Regions from separate parts of the Mus musculus genome. Here region 2 is linked to region 1. The links are chromatin contacts, called in public Hi-C maps. All regions are on one chromosome and are shown on one strand. Each heading gives the region's core, a stretch centred on a gene start, on an enhancer-like site or on the middle of the called end of the contact. The rest is flanking DNA. Distances are from core to core; before and after follow the strand shown. Region 1 overlaps Ppm1l (protein phosphatase 1 (formerly 2C)-like). Region 2 overlaps Ppm1l (protein phosphatase 1 (formerly 2C)-like).

Region 1 (4,989 bases), core at 1,026-3,525:
AAATGCTCAATACTGACACAATCTCCAGATTTCCAAAGGATACTCAGAATCTAGTCCTTGAGTGAAATTACAGGTTTTTAAATCTGACCAGGGCTAATAAATGGGTCTGCGGGCCAGATTCTGCCCGTAAACTGCAGGCACAGGCTACACTCTTCCTAGAAAATTGATGCAAGGCTTTATAGGCAATCGAGGTGGTGTCCAATTTCAACATTAATACAGTTTAAAGTGCATTCCACTGCAGTGTTGCAGGCAGCAATCAGACAAGTCCAACGGTGCAGGGCTTTTCCATGTTAGCGAGGAGACCACCTTTCTGAAACTAACTCCCTAATGCTTCATTTGCCAAACTTAATACAGAACCTTCTTATTTCTAAAACTCGCAAACACTCAGACTGCAGGTGACGGTCACACGTATTAGCCTCCGACCTGATGGAAGTCAGAGCAAGTTCTAAATTCCACAAGCTTCTGGTTTACAAAGGTGGTAATCAAGATCCCAGATGCTCTGCCAAGCGGGGCCAGAGCAATCCTCTCTGCTGGGAGCATAGCCAAGAGTCCCACAGGACAATGGAGTGGAGGGTGACCCAGGTGTCACAAGAAAGTCACCCTGTACCCAAAGAAGGCTGTGCCTACTCGAGTCCCGTGTGTTTCCAACCACCACCCTACCTCCAGTCAATTTGCCAAATGTGAAGGAAGAGCACCAAGTTCTTTCCACATGACATACTGCCAGTTACTATTGGGGCCAACTGTAAATGTGAATTTTTTCACACTAACAGTTGAGTGTGTTTTTAAAGTCACCGGGGAAATAAACCTGGAGAGGTAAACAGAGCACTTGCAAGACACTCCAAATATCTCTAAAAACAAAAACAAAAACAAAAACCTCTAAAAACACGTCTGTCTTGAACTTGACAAAGGTCTATGTTGCAAACACAGCTATCTACACACAAAGCTGGGCGAGGAGATTATTTATGATACCTCATAGATTTGATTAAGGAAAAATAAGATCCAAAGTATAAAACAACAAATCTCATCTATTTATTAAAACCATCAAAATCTGCACCATGGGAGGTCCATCGTAGATAACTGGCTACAACTGATTCTCAAACCAAATAAGTAGACAGAAGGACTGTCAAAAAAAGAAAAAAGGAAAAAAAAAAAAAAGACAGCCATAGAGTTTGTTTAATAAAGAGCTAACTGCTTGGTTTTTTGTTTGTGGGTTTTTTTTCTGTCTTCAAGTTTTCTCAAAAAGAAAACATGCAATTACCGCGTCTGGTAAAATGCCTGCCTGTGGTCTCTGCTGTCATATCTAATTTTAGGTGTGGAAGTGGAATTTTCTCAGGCATTCTTACTTTGAAAGCTGCACTGTTGAACTTTGGAATATCAAAATCTCTGGAAGCTTGAAATTATCCAACAACGCTTATAATCTAGCAGACACAGTGGTCCTTTAGCAAGGAAGAGACTTTTAAAAACAACCTTCTAATATTTTTTAAAGATTAAATACTACCTAGGAAAAAATTTAAGACCAATAAAGGCAGTGGAGGGAAATGTATTTGAATATGAAAGTTCAAAGACTAGCATGGAAAACTGTTCTCCATCTCTGAGTTGTTACACACCATCAAAGTGCTAAATAAAAAGTAACCGTGGTAAAAATGACTTAGGAAGACTGTTCTCGGGCAGGAAACAGTCACCACAGAGCACGTGCATGTATCTGTCCATCTAAACGCTGACATTTCATTTCTCATTAGATCTTATTTAAATTTGCATGACAGATAACAGTCATTTTCTTTGTTTTTAGGGTTGACAAGGTCTCACTGTGTGGCCCAAGTTCCCCTCAAACTCCTGCCTCATCTCTAGAATGACAGGAACACAGACTTGCCGTTCTAGCATTTAATATTTTTTTCTTGACGTAGACATTAGCATTCTTTTTTTAAAAAAAGTTATCGGTAGTTTCTTCAAAACATGGAAGGTTGGGATGTCTTACTCAAGATGGGCATAAATTTGGTTAAATTATTAAACAAACGGTCAGAAGCCAGAAGGGGGTTGGCCTTCCAAGGGCGCTGGATTAATGACAATTAATTAATTAATGCAGGAGGAACTGTGCTCAGTGCCTAGAGGGGCCAGCACTCCTCCCCCTGGCAGAGCCACACCCTGAGTCCTCCCCAGGCTTTCACAGGCTGTGCTCCCTTATCCTCAGGGCTCTCTTAACCGCAGCCAGTCCAGCTGACCAACCTCCCCCTCCCGGGAAACTCAGGAGTCTTACAGCAAATCCATGAAGGGAAATTTCCCCAGTCCCTATGTAGAGGCTGTGCCTCTGTTCTCCTTCCAATGAGTCTGGATTACTCACACCAGTGGTATGAGTAATAATTTTTTTTGTTTTGTTTTTATTTTAAATTAAAACAAGCATGGTGGTACATGCCTATAAATCCAGCAGAGGAAATGAAGGCAGGAAGGTCGTTAAGTCTGAGGCTAGGCTGAGCAGCATACCGAGACTCTGATTTGCCGAATTCTTATGCTCTACTACGTTTTATTTCCTTCTTTCAAGAAAATTAACTTTATAAAAATACATTTTCTGGGGCTTGAGAAATGGCTCAGCAGTTAAGAGCATGTATTCCTCATCCAGAAAACGGGGGCTCCATTCCCAGTCCTGTTGTCGGATGGCTCACTTGTACACCCCATTGTACACGATCTGTAAGTCTAGCTCCCAAGGGATCCAAATGTGCCCTCTGTGTGTATATGAGCTCTCAGATGCACATTCTTACACACAGACATGCACATAATTAAAGACAATAAAAATATGAGATCTTAGAAATAAAATACACTGCCCCAAGAGAACCACTGCTCTTGCCATAGCAAAAATATCGAAACTCAGATCTTTGTGACTTTCCAAAGTCCATGTTCTTTTTCCATCATATCACCCTGTCTTCTAATGTAGCCTTACCGAAGATGTTTATAACTTACAGCATAATGCGCACGCACATGTGTGCCCATGTGTATGCTTTTCTGAACAGATCTGCTTACCATGCGCTTGCTCTACCATAATAACACTCTAAGAGCTTAATACAGACATGAATTTGCTAGGCGTGACAGTGCATACCTCTGATCCCAGCATTTAGTTGGCAGAGACGGATCTCTGTTGAGTTCAAGGCCAGCATGGTCTTGAACATGTGCAAATATCATAGCACATTTGAGACCAGCCAGTCTCAAATGTGAGAGTCTGGAGGTGGGGGAGATTGGGGGCGGGGGATAGAGAGCAGAGAATGAATAAATGTAAAGAAATAATGGAGCCAACTCAGGACTCCATTAGCAAACTAGTGTTCTTCCTAATGCCCTGACCCGATGAGAGCCTCTTCCCTATTTTAAATATTAAAGAAATCCTAATGCCAGCGTGGGTTCACACCCAGCATCCTGAAATCTCAGTTCTACACACACACACACACACACACACACACACACACACACACATACACACACACACACACACAGACACACATACACATACACACACACACACACACACACAGACACACACATACACACACACACATACACACACAGACACACACACACATACACACACAGACACACACACACATACACACACACACACACACACACACACACATACACACACACACACACACACACACACACACACACACACACACTGGTGCTGGTGCTGATGGTAGTGCCTGCCTGGCGGTGGAGGTAAAGGTCAAAGGTGAGAGCAGGAAAGGGAAAACCAGGAAGGTGTGGTTAGGAGATCACTCTAGCTTTCTGGAACATTGTGGAATCTATCAGAGCGAGAAGAGACTTTCCTTGTCACATGACTTGACACAGGCCAATGGTGTTAAATTGGCAGTTCTCTACTCTGGATAGCCAGAAATAAACTATCACTATCTCTTGGCCCTTACAACTTGTAAAATACACACATTTTTTTTTTCTTTACTCCAAGTGCAAAAAGTCCTTCTAAGCAAAGGTTTAATGATCATGTTCATTAAGGGCTGATTGGCCCTAAAATGCTATGTTCATATGTTTTAAAGAGCTATTTAACAAATACATGGAAATTTGCAACCTACTCTTTTATTGCATATCCACTGTACACAGAGATGCCCTCCAATGCCACATTGTTCCCCTGGGCAGTCTATTTCTACTTTGACAAATACGAAGGAATGGTTTCATGATCCACAGAAAATCCAAAATCCGCAAATGAGAAATAATAACAATATTTGACTTTCTGTGACTGACTCACTTCACGCAATCTGATGCTCTCCAGTTGCGGCCATTTCCCCTCAAATGACATAGTTTCATCCTTCTCTAGAGTTAACCAAAGTACATTTTCTGCATCCTTTGTCAACAGCCTCCTAGGGTGGTTTCACAACTTAGGGATGTCAATGTGGCTACAGTGATCATAAAGATGTGCAAGCAGCCCTGTAACAACCTGCTTTTAAACAACCAATGAGCACAGAGGAAATGTTTATGTAAAAATGGAGATGAGGCACATCAAACCCTATGGACATCAGCGAAGGCTGGTATCACAGGCAGGTATCAGAGCCCAGGGGAAAGGGCAGCATCCCACACCTGCACCGAAAAGCAGGATCCGCCCTGATAAAAACCCAGTGCTGCATCTCAGGGCACCAGGAAAACTACAAGGTAAAGAAAGAAGAAAATCAGGACAGAAGTGAAACAGAGACTTTGAAGAACAAAACCAAGAAACAACCAGCTACTTCTTTAAAAAGATAAAGCAGACAGATCCTTAATTAGATGAGAGAGAGAGAGAGAGAGAGAGAGAGAGAGAGAGAGAGAGAGAGAGAGAGAGAGAGAGGACTCAGTTCCAAGAAATCAAAAGTATAAAGTACAAAAGATCTTTAGAGAGTAATATTAACTACCACAAGCCAACTAATTGGAAAACCTGGAAGAAATGGACTCACAGGCCAAAACCCATCACCAAGATTCAATCCTGAAGAAACACAACCTGAAAAGACCAGTAGTAACATA
Region 2 (4,989 bases), core at 1,125-3,624, 130 kb before region 1:
AAGAGAAATCGATTCTGAAAATACTGAGCTGAGAGGGGTTGGCTTTGGGAAAATGGCAACTTAGGGAGGGTGGTTAGGTAGGCACAGGATAAAGCAGAGAGTGACATGGAAATAAATCCTTCAGATTCTATGCCGAAACAAAGAGGGAAAGAGGGAAGGGTGCTACATCTGGCCCCGTTCCAGGGACAGGCAGACCTGACTAGGGCAGCAGGGAATGAAGAAAGGAAACACACAGACACAGAAAAGCTGAGGTTGCCTGGGCTGCATCCCAGAAGTTTTGCATATTATTGTATACAGTTGAACAGGGAGGAGGGTGGTTGAACCCATGACCACAAAGGAGGAGCTGGTGCCTACAGCTAATCATGGAGGTGGTTTATGGTCTACAGCTAGCTCACGGAGGCAAGGGTAGCTAATTTTGGGGGAGTCGTTTCTCTAGGGGAGAAATCTTTAGGCCATGAATATGGGGAGGGGCTGGGGTGAGGAGAAAGCTATGATAAGCATTTGCAGCACACACTACCAACGTGTGTACTCAGGACCAGGAGGGGAGGCTTGGCAGTCCCCCTCTGAGCCATCCCTTTGGAGAGGCGCTGCCATTTATTTCCCTTTGGGACTGATGCATGGCTGGCTCATGCCAATAACACACATCTACTTCTCACACTTGGTGCTTCCACGCTCCCTGCAAATGAGCAATATTTCATTGCAGGCAAGGTTTCCCTGCCCTTGAATGGAAGTGCACGAGTGTGTGTGTGTGTGTGTGTGTGTGTCGATCTGGCAGCAGCCAGCACATAGCCCGCACATTAATTCTCTGAGGTCCCCATTGGAATCCATCTTTCTTATGGTAACATATCATTAACTTCTGACAGGTGTTCTTTGGCTCCAGGCACTTTAGAAGAAAGTCAGAGTGAATGCCCTTGCCCACCAGGACAAGGACGCAGGAGAGCAAGAGTGATTTCTCTTCTCTGCCTGCCAACACTGTCACTTCTTGCCATTTTTAGTCTTTGCTACTTCTAACCTAAAGAGGTTATTTAAGGAAAGAACCCTTGAGAGACCATCTTGTACTCCTAACCTCGTAATTCTGCCTCAAAAAAACAAACTAGGAACCTTCAAGAGATGGCACCAGGTGTTCACCAGAAGCACAACCATGAAGTCTCACTTCTATGGCAATTTTAGATCGCTATGGAGAGCCATGGCTGCCAACGGTTGTGTCAATGGTTATGGCGAAGGGGGAACCCAGCATGTGGAGGACAGAAAATTACAGAACATACTTAATGCTGAAGCTCAAGTTTTAATCTAAGCAGTAACGTGATGACCAACCACTAAGCTACACATCACTAGAGACAATCCTTCTGGGATGCCTCAGGAAACGAACTTTTACTAAGTTTATCATTCTGCTAACTCACATTTACTATGAGGTCAAGTTCATGTGGTAGCATGAAGCATGCCAGGGCATGTAAATATACCTCTAATCTCACACAACGGAGTATGTCTTTCTAGCTAAGGATGGCTGGCCTTATCCACAAAACCCATACCAGCCCACTTTCCAGACTTCTGGTCTCTAATTATTCTAAGATATAATCAGCCAATGTATCAAACACTGTCTAGCCGTGAGTTAGCTCCTCTTATTATTTTGATCAAAACCTACATTTAAGCCTCCGGGCTTATTTTTTTAGAACCTGTTTACAGATTAAGAAGCTGAGGTTATTTCCCTACTTCCAAGGGTATGAAGAACGAATTCTTTGCTCCTCAATTACCACACACACTCCAGAGAAAGATCAGGAATTCAACAGTAAATATCACACTACTTTGATGGTCCTTCCCTGAATTTTGTTTTCAGAGCACACATACACTTTTAGATGTTAAGCGATGGTGGCAGCATAAAAACAGCCAGCCGACCAGCCCAACGCTCACCAATCTAATGAGCACTGAAACAGCACTCAGCCAAAGTTGTTGGGCTAATGTTTTGCGATGAGCAAGTTCCTATCTCGTCTGCAGTCATAAAGAAGAAATTGTTTCACATTTTACACACTTGAGAGGCATAGGAAAAAGATCCAATGATATTGATTTATGGAGAAATATTTTTTTATTATTTCAAAAATTATATGGTTTATTCCTTATTAAATTCCCTCCCATTTCTGAATCTTGGGCTATGGAGCCTGGGGAAATATTAACTTCCATAAGTATTACTCAAATGTATTCTAGAAAGTTCCACAAATAATTCTTACTGAAAATGCCCTTGAGGACTGAGAAAGCCAATGGGACTGTTACAAATGAATTACAAAAACCTCGTGAGTTATTAATCAAAATGATAGCATTCCAAGGCTATGACACTAGAGCTGCCCCTGGAGGTCTTAGTCAGAACATACATAAAATATTCTTGGCTTGAGACAGCTATTTATACAGGAACAATTCCAGAGGACTCCTACTGGGCCTCACTTGGCTGCTACCCCATAGCTACCTCCAGGAAGCAGGGGTGGCCAGAGTGTCAGGGAAGCTCCAGATGAGTCGGGCTGATGTGGCTTCAAGAAGGATTTTCAAGGCCAGTATTAGACTTAGGGTCCTTTTATATGAAATGGAATAAGAAGGGTTGAACTTTCTACTCAGTGACTTGGTGATAATTTTATTTAGTGTCTCATGACTAACTCAATGAGAACCCCCACCCTCACCCCCAATCATTCAGCTCAGGTCATCTAGCTGGACAGCAAGTACCTTTATGATCCGTCTCCCTGAAACTCAGAAAGATATCATGGTCACAGGAAAGTCTCAGTAGATGCACACAAGGGAAAGGCCTCTGTGTTCTTTACCGAATTAGGTGGCTGGCCTTGATCAGCATCTTTGTGGGTTAGAACTCCAACTGTCAGTTTGTTGGGGTAGGGAGGGGGGTGGCTTCCTTTAAAATTAGTCATGGGGTTTGCTCTATCCTTGGTTCAAATCTGTTTTAACTTGGGCTATGTATTTGAGAGGGAGAACTCTGGATCGCACCTGCTAGTTGAATTTGATACAATGTAGCATGGATTTCTACCCAGCTTTACAGTAAGTTCTGACAGACTCCTAGGGTTGTACCAGGCCCTTTACAACAGCCCTTGTGCATATCCCAGGACTCTCTAGCTTGTAAAGGTTGTTGTTGTTATTGTTGATGTTGTTGTTTTAATTACTACTATTACTAACCTATTTTATTAAATTATATGTATCACGTATTTGTGTATGTGCATGCAAGTCTGTGGGGTGCCCAGAGGACAAATTGCAAGCTTCCTTCTTTCCCGCTACTATAGTGGTTCTGGGGCTTGAAGTCAGGCTATCAGGCTTTGCCAGGGCTGACTTAGCCCACTGAGCCACCCTGCTAACCTATAATATTTTTAATTCTTATAAAAAAAAACTGACTATATGCATTGACATTGCCACAGGCTCCTTTTTCTGTCATTTAGAATTGGCAGTTTGCTGAGCCTCAGAGAGCCGGAGCCCTCCCCACTCTGAAGCAAAGTGACTGTCTTAGGAGATACCAGACGGCACTGACATTCTTCCCGGCAGCTTGTGGGCAGTCAAGCAACCCTTAGAAAGCTGTGTGAAACCACACCACAATTTGCTCTTGAATGTACCCTGGCATGGTCAGAAGAGCACCCTCACCTCAGCCAAGTCAGCCAGAGCACTGCACCAGGATGCAGGCAGAAGGAAGGGAAGCTGGAATCACCGGCAGGAATGTGTAACTACACACAGAACTCAAAAGGACATCTTATTTTAGAAAAGAGAAGAAAAGGATACCTAATTGCATGGAAAGGCTGTAATTTCAGCAGCGAGCGCACCTGCTTATGTAAACACAAAGTGACAGATCCTTAGCTCTCAATAGGCAAATCGGTCGTAGACCATAGAAAGAAAAGATGCCTACTGCCAGCTCCAAAAAAACACAGCTGGATAGGTCGGTGCACAGTCCAGGGCTAGGACGGCCTCTTTGCTGTTCATTTTTATTGTACATGCCAAGGGAACACTATTTTAGATGTTGAGGATACATGTTGGGGGAGGGGCGCCGTGCCCGCTCCAAGCATGCTGTGGGGCTAGGGGAGAGGTGAGGGACCACATGCTAACAGACGTAAGGATGCTCTTTCAAGAGAGACAACCAAGGAACCTAATAGCCTAGGGTAGCCTTCGGCTTGCCTAGAGAGCCAGGCTGTGCCAAGAACTTAGGACAGGCAGTGGGGTAGGAGGGGTAAGAGGTAACAGCCAGCTATGTCAGCGTGATTTTTAAAGTGTGGGAAAACTGGAGCCATGAGAACACAGAATTGGTAATTTCACAGGTAGAGAAATCAAACACATAAACATTGGACAAATCTGAAATATTCTAGTTTTAAACCGCTCATTTGCAATGACAACAGACGCAGGCTAAAATGAACGTTTCTCTACTGCAAAATGTGCGAGCGCTCCCCGCTGTGGGATAGGAAAGTGGCATTTTCAATTGAGCAGGACAGAGGTCTAACGGGCTCCCCTCTCCAAACCCCCACACCTCACTAGCCTCTCATGCAGGTCTTGTTGAATGAAGGAAGTTCCCCATCACAGAGAATTTGAGAAAGACATATAGACTCATATCTAGAATGGGCTAATATTTCCCACTGTGAGAATCTCAGTTCCCAAGAGGAAGTCCAGTGGGAACATTTACAGTGGCCAGAGTCCATCCACCTACCAGCCCTCCTTGGAGGAGAGCTGGGAAAACTGGAAGCAACTTCACTTACCCTCCTGGGTGGGCCAGCCGCGCTCCTAACCAGCCGGCTAGTGTACTGAGTTCTTGCTGTGTCATGGGCTCGACGCTCGGTGCTCTAGAGACTACCTCATTAAACTTTCACTACAACCCTGCCAGACACGTACGCTCACTGGTGTGCCCTCGAACACTCTAGCAACAATCTAGACCACCATCATAAATATTTTGCGTAGGCAAAACTTCAGAAGTCACACGCTAAAAAAACGTAGACACACCGAACACGTGCATTAAGACTCTTTTTATTT

What was found. A called contact is a pair of places that touch in the nucleus more often than the background predicts.
Region 2: a Hi-C map of the G1E-ER4 cell line shows a contact between it and region 1, with 4 times the contacts expected there. The contact joins two enhancer-like sites. A contact is called at or near these places in 18 of 484 Hi-C or Micro-C datasets (3T3-L1-derived adipocytes, the G1E-ER4 cell line, the HL-1 cell line and 14 more), 1 of 115 datasets of contacts at active chromatin or transcription factors (embryonic stem cells) and 3 of 9 other capture datasets (adipose tissue, embryonic stem cells and pancreatic islet).

What each region holds. Positions count from the first base shown.
Region 1 is chr3:69,353,692-69,358,680 of GRCm38.p6, reverse strand. The region is part of intron 1 of Ppm1l (protein phosphatase 1 (formerly 2C)-like); the gene reads right to left. Among named protein-coding and RNA genes, the nearest start is that of Ppm1l, 39 kb to the right of the region's middle. Within about 2 kb of position 2,275, at least 19 of the 459 cell types and tissues checked have an H3K27ac peak or open chromatin away from gene starts, as enhancers often do. A contact at or near this core is called in the G1E-ER4 cell line, the HL-1 cell line and embryonic fibroblasts, where this site is marked.
Region 2 is chr3:69,483,371-69,488,359 of GRCm38.p6, reverse strand. The region is part of intron 1 of Ppm1l (protein phosphatase 1 (formerly 2C)-like); the gene reads right to left. Among named protein-coding and RNA genes, the nearest start is that of Gm52607, 24 kb to the right of the region's middle. Within about 2 kb of position 2,374, at least 35 of the 459 cell types and tissues checked have an H3K27ac peak or open chromatin away from gene starts, as enhancers often do. A contact at or near this core is called in the G1E-ER4 cell line, the HL-1 cell line and embryonic fibroblasts, where this site is marked.